2 separate regions of the Sus scrofa genome follow, and region 1 is linked to region 2. A link is a contact called in public HiChIP or PLAC-seq data. All regions are on one chromosome and are shown on one strand. The core of a region is the stretch at or near the end of the contact, and the rest is flanking DNA. Distances in the headings are between cores, read along the strand shown.

Evidence for each region. HiChIP or PLAC-seq counts read pairs in DNA pulled down with a chosen protein or histone mark.
Region 1: a contact with region 2 is called in an H3K27ac HiChIP or PLAC-seq map of alveolar macrophages. The contact joins two enhancer-like sites. A contact is called at or near these places in 1 of 47 Hi-C or Micro-C datasets (liver) and 1 of 2 datasets of contacts at active chromatin or transcription factors (alveolar macrophages).

Annotation. Positions count from the first base shown.
Region 1 is chr6:77,950,582-77,955,159 of Sscrofa11.1, reverse strand. No RefSeq gene overlaps it. Among named protein-coding and RNA genes, the nearest start is that of CAPZB, 40 kb to the right of the region's middle. Within about 2 kb of position 3,054, at least 1 of the 83 cell types and tissues checked has an H3K27ac peak or open chromatin away from gene starts, as enhancers often do. A contact at or near this core is called in alveolar macrophages, where this site is marked.
Region 2 is chr6:77,763,467-77,768,040 of Sscrofa11.1, reverse strand. PQLC2 (PQ loop repeat containing 2) reads right to left here. Exons shown (of 9, transcript NM_001243851.1): 2 at 528-731; 3 at 509-525. The coding sequence starts at 671. Among named protein-coding and RNA genes, the nearest start is that of PQLC2, 3.9 kb to the right of the region's middle. Within about 2 kb of position 2,165, at least 4 of the 83 cell types and tissues checked have an H3K27ac peak or open chromatin away from gene starts, as enhancers often do. A contact at or near this core is called in alveolar macrophages, where this site is marked.

The sequences.
Region 1 (4,578 bases), core at 1,805-4,304, 190 kb before region 2:
AGCAACACGGGATCCAAGCCACATCCTCGACCTACACCACAGCTCACGGCAACACCAGATCCTTAACCCACTGAGCAAGGTCAGGGATAGAACCTGTGTCCTCATGGATGCTAGTCAGATTCGTTAACCGCTAAGCCACGACGGGAACTCCTAGAACTTTTTAATCTTGCAAAACCAAAACTCTACACTCATTAAACATCTCTCCATTTCCCCCTTCCCCCAGCCCTGGCTACTATCACTCTACTTTCCGTTTCTATGAATTTGGCTATCCTGGCTCCCTCACCCAAGTAGAATCACATAGTATTTGTCTTTCTCTGGCCTGTTTTTCTCAGTCTAAGGTCCTCAAGGTTTATCCTTGTTGTAATGTATGAGAGGATTTCTTTTCTTTTTATGGCTGAATAATTTTCCATTGTATGTATATGCCACTTTTTTTTTCTTTTTAGGGCCACACCCACAGCATATGGAGGTTCCCAGGCTGGGGGTCTAATTGGAGCTACAGCCATGGGCCTACGGCCACAGCCACAGCAATGTGGGATCCGAGCCACGTCTGCAACTGACACCACACCTCAAGGCAATGACAGATCCTTAACCCACTGAGCAAGGCCAGGGATTGAACCAGCAAATTCATGGTTGCTAGTCAGATTTGTTTCCGCTGCACCAAGACGGGAACTGATTAACACAAAGACTAAACTATGAACTTCAGTTAAATGTATCAATATTAGGTCATTAATTATAATAAATGTACCACACCAAAGCATGATATTAAAAATAGAGGAAACCATTGTGTGTGGCAGGGGGAGAGAGTATATGTGAAAACTCTCCATATTTTCTGCTCAATTTTTCTGCCAACTTAAAACTGCTCTAAATAATAGTCTATTAATTTTTTTTTGGTTGAACCCATGGCAAGTTCCTTGGTGGGATTGAACCTGTGCCAGAGGTGTGACCCGCACCACAGCTGCAGCAACGCCAGATCCTTAACCCACTGCTCCACCCGGGAACTTCCATGTGTATTAATTTTTTTTTTTTTTTGGTCTTTTTGCCTTTCCTAGGGCCGCTCCTGCGGCATATGTAGGTTCCTAGGCTAGGGGTCTAATTGGAGCTGTAGCCACTGGCCTATGCCAGGGCCACAGCAACAAGGGATCTGAGCCACGTCTGCAACCTACACCACAGCTCATGGCAACGCCGGATCCTTAACCTACCGAGCAAGGGCAGGGATCAAACCCACAACCTCATGGTTCCTAGTCAGATTCGTTAACCACTGCACCACGACGGGAACTCCCATGTCTATTAATTTTAAAAAATGTAAGTGGGGAGCTCCCTGGTGGCTCAGTAGTTTAAGGGTCTGGCATTGTCACTCCTGTGGCTCAGGTCACTACTGTGGCAAGTTTTGGTCCCTGGCCTGGGAACTTCTGCATGTTGTGGGCGGGGCCAAAAAATGTAAATGGGCCCAAGTGACTGAGGTTTAGGCAGTGGAATGTGGGTACAAGCCCTATAAGGCATCTTCAGGCCTGGCCCTTCAAAACATCCCATCTTACCCTCCAGGTTTTTCTTCCTTTCACAATGACCTTGATCCCAACAGGGAGAAAATAAGACCAAAAAAGACCTCCCAACACTGGATGTGTATGAGTAAGGTGGGGGGGGGACTGTTATTGTGTTAAGCCACTAAGATTTTTCAGGACTTCTTTGTTACTGCAGCAGAGCCTAACATAGCCTGAACAAAGCAAGTACAAAAAAAATCTTGCAATAAAAAGAAACAACAAAAAAATGCAGTTCCCATACCTCACCTCGCCTCACTTTCTAGTCTTATTTCGCCGAGGACCACTTTCCATGTTTTAGCAGCTTATTTGGGAATTGATGTCCATATTTCTACATATGGTTTTACTTTTAATTTTTTATGTGTCAGTTTTAGGCCTTTCTCATTAACTTCCCATTATGGCAGATGATTTTTTTTTAGCATTCTTTTGTTTGTTTGTTTTTGTTTTTAATATATAATGATTTTTATTTTTTTCCATTATAGCTGGTTTACAGTGTTCTGTCAATTTACTACTGTACAGCATGGTGACCCAGTTACACATGCATGTGTACATTCTTTTTTCTCACATTATCAGGCTCCATCAAAAGTGACCAGATATAGCTCCCAGGGCTACACAGCCGAACCTCATTGCTAATCCATTCCAAAGGCAATAGTCTACATCTATTAACCCCAATCTCCCATTTTTATTTTCGGCATTCTTTTTTTTTTTTTTTTTTTTTGTCTTTCTACCTTTTCTAGGGCCGCTCCTGCGGCATATGGAGGTTCCCAGGCTAGGGGTCGAATCAGAGTTCTAACTGCTGGCCCATACCACAGCCACAGCAATGCAGGATCTGAACCGCATCTGCAGCCTACACCACAGCTCACAACAACGCCAGATCCTTGACCCAGTGAGCAAGGCCAGGGATTGAACCTGCAACCTCCTGGTTCCTAGACAGATTCGTTTCCACTGAGCCACGACAGAAACTCCTTTTTTAGCGTTCTTAAATCATCCAGTATCCCGATTCTCCCCTTTCCATCTTCACCAGGTGCTAGATACGAAATTGGGGGATTAAATCCACATTCATTTTTTTTTTCTTTTTAAGGCCACACCAGTGGCATATGGAAGTTCCCAGGCTAGGGGTCAAATCAGGACTGCAGCTGCTGGCCTACACCACAGCTTATGGCAACGCTGGATCCTTAACCCACTGAGCAAGGCCAGGGATCTAACCCAAGTCCTCCTGGAGACTAGTTGGGTTCATTACCGCTGAATCACAGGGGGAACTCCCCACATTCAGTTTTTATGTTATTCTGAATATGCAAATATAGAACCCTGATGAGACACATAGTATACTATCATTATGTTTCCTTTCTGGAAATGCTTCATTTTCTTTTTGTTTGCGTTCACACTTGTCCCATTTTGGTTTCATTTTGCTTAATTTTGTGTTGATTTGTTTTGCCTTAATCTACATATTACCAATTCTTCCCATGCTTTGACAGCGGATATTTGTCATTCGTCCCGGCTGCCCAAATCTGAAATCCTTCCTGTATTTGGGGAATTCCCCCTATGAGACATGTGGGAAGCAGAACTTCCATCACAGAAAGGAGAGATTTTACATGTGCATTTTCTTTTCATTTTTCTATTTTTGGCCACCCCAATGCATATGGAGTTCCCAGGCCTGGGATCAGATCTGAGCCACAGTTTCGACCTACACTGCCTGCAGCAATGCTGGATCCTTAACCCACAGCGAGGCCAGAGAAGGAACCCACATCCTCGAGGACACTATGTTGGGTTCTTAACCTGCTGAGCCACAACGGGAACTCCAGAATTAGTTTCTCTTAGCTTGCCGATGGGGACAACTATCACTATAATTTTTCACATGGTCACGGTCACATGCAGAGGGGACTTTGTGGGAAGGTCCATGGGGTCCGATTCTCAGAAGAGCCCACCCATTGTCTTTTCTTTTTTTTTTTAATGTATTACACATTTATTTATTTACTTATTTTTGTCTTTTTTAGGGCCGCACTTGTGGCATATGGATGTTCCCAGGCTAGGGTCTAATCGGAGCTGTAGCCACCGGCCTATACCAGAGCCACAGCAACGCGAGATCCAAGCTGCATCTGCAACTTACACCACAGCTCACGGCAACTCCAGATCCTTCGTCCACTGAGCAAGGCCAGGGATCAAACCCACAACCTCATGATTCCTAGTCAGATTCATTAACCCCTGAGCCACAATGGGAACTCCCAAGGTTTTTTTCCTAATGCTCTGCTTTTACCATCTTGAAGTTCTTTTTTTTATTTTCCTTTTTGCTTTTTAGGGTTGCCCCTGTGGCATATGGAGGTTCCCAGTCTAGGGGTCTAATTAGAGTTGTAGCTGCCGGCCGAGGCCACAGCCACAGCAACGCAGGATCTGCGTCTGTGACCTACACCACAGTTCACGGTAAAGCCAGATCCTTAACCCACTGAGCAAGGCTGAGGATTGAACCTGCATCCTCATGGATGCTAGTTAGATTCATTAACCCCTGAGCCACGACAGGAACTCCTTTAAGTTCTTAATCATTTTCAAACAATAAGTTTCAAGCCTTGCCTCTTCCTTTTCATTTTGTAATGGGCCCTGCAAATTACACCGGCAGTCCTGGTAACACAAAGTAAATGATGTGTGCATTTCCCTATTTTTCAGGCCCTCCACCCTGGAAGCCCCTGGGTTTCCTATGCCCGCCTGGACCACTGTCAAGCTGAGTCTCCCTTTTGCCATCATCTTGGGAGTTCCCCTCGCCTTTCTCCTTTTGGGTCGAAGCCACTGTCTCCTGGATGCTTGTCTTTGTCTTGTGTTTTTCTCTCATTTGGGTGGAGTGCCTCATCAATCCTTTTCTGAGAAAAAAATGCATGAGAGGTAAAATTTTTGAGAGTTTGCAATATCTGCAATTATAGGTGTAGAATTCTATGTTAATATGTTTCACCCAGTGTTCTGAAGGCTTTGTTCCTCTGCCTTCTAGAGTCTTCTTTTTTTTTCTTTTTAGGGCCACACCTGTGGCATATGGATGTTCCCAGGCTAGGGTTCGAAT
Region 2 (4,574 bases), core at 916-3,415:
ACTGCTTGGCCTCCACCAGACTCTCACATGACAGAGGCTGCGTTTGGTGCCGGCCAGATCTCCCACTGCTCCGCCTCCTCTCTTACTTGCTGTGCAGTTCAGAGCACGTTATTTAACCTGTCTGGGTTTCCATTTCCTCATAAAGAAGGGATCATGATTGTACCTACTTCACAGGGTGGTGATGAGGATTAAATACGGTAAAAACATGCCACATACTTAGAAATGCTGCTGGGCACACGGTGGGCACTTAGTGAGCAGAAGCAGGTGTTAGTATTATTATCTGTGTGCCAGCATAGCCTAGTATGAGGTGGGACCTAGAGCAGGGGCCGGGGCCCGGCTCTCCAGGGTGGACTGGAAGTCGGTGAGTGGGAATGGGGGAGGAAGCACACTTGGCCTTGAGTCTGGAGAGGCCCAAGCCAGCCAGGCAGCCCCTTCTCAGTGCAGCCCCTGGAGCCCTTGCCCCACCCATGAAACCCAGCCCGGGTCCCACCACCCTGATGCTACTCACGGGAAGGTGGATGCAGCAAGCAGAGGATGGAGATCAAGCCCAGGCCCACGCTGGCCTCGTCCCAGCCATCCTGGGCACACTCGCCAAACACGTCCCATATCCACTGGCGGGAGCCATTGGGGCAGCTGGAGAAGTTGCCAGAGCCCAGCTTCTTCCAGACCATGGCTGCAGAGGTGGGGAGGGAGGGATGGAGGCTTCCAGTGTGCCGAGGCAGGCGAGGGCTCTGAAGGGTAAAAGAGAGGGACCTTCAGCCTCGGGAGGTCCTGGTCCTAGTCACGGCCCCGCCACCCCAAGCCCATCCCAGCCTTATCACCCAGCACTGACCGAGTCCCTGAACCAGAGGGCAAAGGGGACACAGGTGCGGGGAGAGCACTGGATCTGCAGTCAGGGGCAAAAGCATTCAAATCTCAGGTCTACGTATTGGTGCTGTGACTTTGGGCAAGTGACAGCTGTGCCTCAGTTTCTTCATCCACAAGATGGGGGCAATAACAGTGCAGCCTCCATAGAGTTGAGAGGGTTAAATGAGTTCAGAAATGCAGTGGAGAGAACTGATCCCTCGAAGTCACCTTTGTTCTAACTCTTGCACATTTAGATTATTTTCAATCTTGTAAATTAGGAGTTTCCCTTGTGGCTCACTGGTAATGGACTTGACTAGTATCCATGAGGATGCGGGTTTGATTCCTGGCCTTGCTCAGTGGAGTAAAGATCTGGTGTTGCATGAGGTATGGTGTAGGTCGCAGATGTGGCTCAGACCCTGAGTTGCTATGGCTGTGGTGCAGGCCAGCAGCTGGAGCTCCGATGTAACCCCTAGCCTGGGAACTTCCAAATGCTGGGGGTGCAGCTCTAAAAAGACACACATACAAAAAAAAAAAAATCTTGTAAATTATACTCTGCAGGTTGGCTGAGACCACGCCCATTAATTATATCCTCTTATTTAACGTACAGCTATCCCCTAACTTTGGTCAAATGAGGCAAGCGGCGAAAGCAGAAGGACCACGTGAGTCTTTCCAGGGTTGCACCAGTGTCTGAGAGTCAAGCCGGGCAGCTCACTTGTGTGGGACACCTGTCAGCAAAGGGTCCAGAGCCACCTCCCCATCTTCACTGGCAACAAAGCCAAGAGCTGGCTGGTTGCAGGGGCAGGCAAAGGAGTCCGTCCCAGTGTCCGGGCACCCTGAACAGTGATGAGAGCAGTCACTGCCTGTGTGACAGTCCCAGAAGAGGGAGACAGCATGGGACTGCTGGAGCATCTCTACCCCACAGAATCATCACAGCCTCCGATTGCTGAGCCCTTTACCAGCCCTGTGCTAAATACCTTGAAGGCCTTTCGGCTTCCTCCACCCCCAGCAATACCTGAGGCATATGGAAGTTCCCAGGCCAAGGTTCAAATCCAAACCACATCCCTGTGACTTAACGCCACAGCTGCAGCGATGCCGAATCCTTAACCCTCTGTGCCACAGTGGGAACTCCCCTTTCTGATTTTTGCTGCATATCAACTCTATCACGTGGGGAGCTACTGATACGTCTGTGAGGACCTGGGAAAGTGAAGTGCCCAGGCCATCCAGGCAGAAAGGGTTCACAGTCACCATGCCACGCTTCTGTCCCTGGGCGTGGTGGAACCCTCCTGTGGTCTGGCCAGGCTGTCCAGCATCTCACGAGGCCAGAAGGCAGGCTTCCCCTTTTCTCACTGTGTGCAGAGGGGTTTTTCTCGCTCTGGATGAGGCTCTCTCCAGCCCCCTTCAGTTCCTGCTTGGGCCAAAAGGTCCAGGATCCTAAAGCTATGTCCTATAGACCGAATGCCACTGACTGAATGTTTATGTCTCTACCAACCCCAAAATCGTACATTGAAACCTAACCTGAAACGTGATGGTAATTTGAGGTAAGTATTTCGGTAATACTCCCGAAATACTTTGGGGAGTATTTCGGTCACAGAGCTTTCATGAATGGGATTAGTAGCCTTATTAAAAAGATCCCTGGAGTTCCTGTTGTGGCTCAGCAGGTTAGGAACCTGACTAGTATCCATGAGGATGCAGGTTCAATCCCTGGCCTCACTCAGTGAGTTAAAGATCCCGTGTTGCTGTGAGCTGTGGTGTAGGTCTCAGACAAGGCTAGGATCTAGCATTGTTGTGACTGTGGTGTAGGCAGGCAGGTACAGCTCCTATTCAACCCCTAGCCTGGGAACCTCTATATGCTGTGGGCACAGCCTTAAAAAGGAAAAAAAAAAAGGCCAAAGAACACCTTCACCCCTTCTGCCAGGTGAGGACCCAGCGAGATGACAGCCATCAATGGATCAGGAAGCGGACCCTCACCAGACACTGAATCTCCCAGGACCCTGATCCCGGATTCCCCAGGTTCAAGGACTGAGAAATCACTGCTTGTTTACAAGCCACCTGGACTGCTATGCTGTGACAGAGGCCTGACTGCCCTGGCTGGACCCTTGGAACTGCTGAGACCACAGCAATCTGAGAGCATTGTGGAGGGAAAGGAAGCGAGTCAGCTTTTTCTCAGGAAGCTCTAGGCTCTCCACTCAAATGTGACTCAACAGGGAGCTCTGGTGCTCAGGGCAAGGGCGCCCCAGGTCACAGCCTGCCCGGCTCATTGCAGCACCTCCAGGGTCTCGCAAGGGGGGAATGAAAGCCTCTTCCAGCACCTTGGTGACCCACCCTGACCCTCAACACAACTGATACTGGAGCCGTTTATCTGATGTCCTGCCACCAGCACTTGCAAGGCCACCCTGGGGTTAACTCACAGCCCAGGTAGGAACTGCGCCTCTGCGGGGTCAAAGGTTATTTCCAAACAAGGCCTTCGGTTCCCCAGCCACCCCTCTACTAGACTGCCTCCCTCGCCCTGCTCCTGTAGATTCTGGACACGCCACTGCAGGTCACCGCGGTGGTCTGCTGTCATCCTCCTTAACTTGTCTGTGATCAGAACACTGTCCTCATATCACGGATAAGGTTGAGTGACCTTGTGCAACTAACTGTCTGAGCCTGTCTGTAAAATGAGGATCACAACGGTCCCTCCTTGGGGCTGCCGTGCAGATGACATACACAGAAAGCTCTCAGCCCCAGTGCCTGACTTAAAGATAGCAACCGTTTCGAGAATGAGAGACCAGGATTGCAACCACCCTGAGGCTACTCTCACTCCCCCCCCCTTTTTTGGTCTTTTTAGGGCCGCATCTACAGCACATAGAGGTGCCCAGGGTAGGGGCTGGATCAGAGCTGCAGCTGCCAGCCTATACCACAGCCATAGCAACACCAGATCTGAGCCATATCTGCAACCTATGCTGCAGCTTAGGGCAATGCTGGATCCTTAAACCACTGAGTGAGGCCAGGGATGGAACCTGCATCCTCATGGACCCTATGTCCGGTTCTTAACCTACTGAGCCACAATGGGAACTCCTCACACCTTCTCTTCACCGGGTTAGGGAAGAAAGAAGGGGGGATACACACCCAGTGAGGAAGGTGGCATCTTGAAGGACGTACCTCGGCTCACAGTGTTCGGGGCACTGAATGGGAGGTCCCCTGTCCACACATAGGGCCCATGTGCAGCTAGAGGCTCAGAATACTCTGAGACACACCTGAGCCCTGGACAGAAGGTGCTTTCCTCTGAGGGTGGCTGCGCCTAGGGCTCATCACCCGTAGGTTCTGACCCAACTAGGAATCCAGGCCTGGCTTCCAAGAACAAGCCCGCTCCTGGTCCAACAGTACTGAGTGAATGGATGTCCAGGCTTGCAACAAAGGTAGACCAGGTCGGTAGGTCTGACAAGGACCACAGCTGGGGTGTCTCAGAATCTGGGAGGGGACATGTTTGAATTCAGGATCAATGTGTCCGGACTGCGGATCAGGGACCTTGGGTTTAAGGAGCTCTTCCAGCAGATGCTGGCGTACATGGCGGCCCTTTAAGCAAAGCATCTTGGAGTTCCTGTCATGGCTCAGCGGTTAACAAACCTAACTAGAATTCATGAGGATGCGGGTTTGATCCCTGGCCTCACTCCATAGGTTAAGGATCTGGCATTGCCGTGGAGCTGTGGTGTAGGTCGCAGATGCAGCTTGGCTCCCAAGTTGCTGTG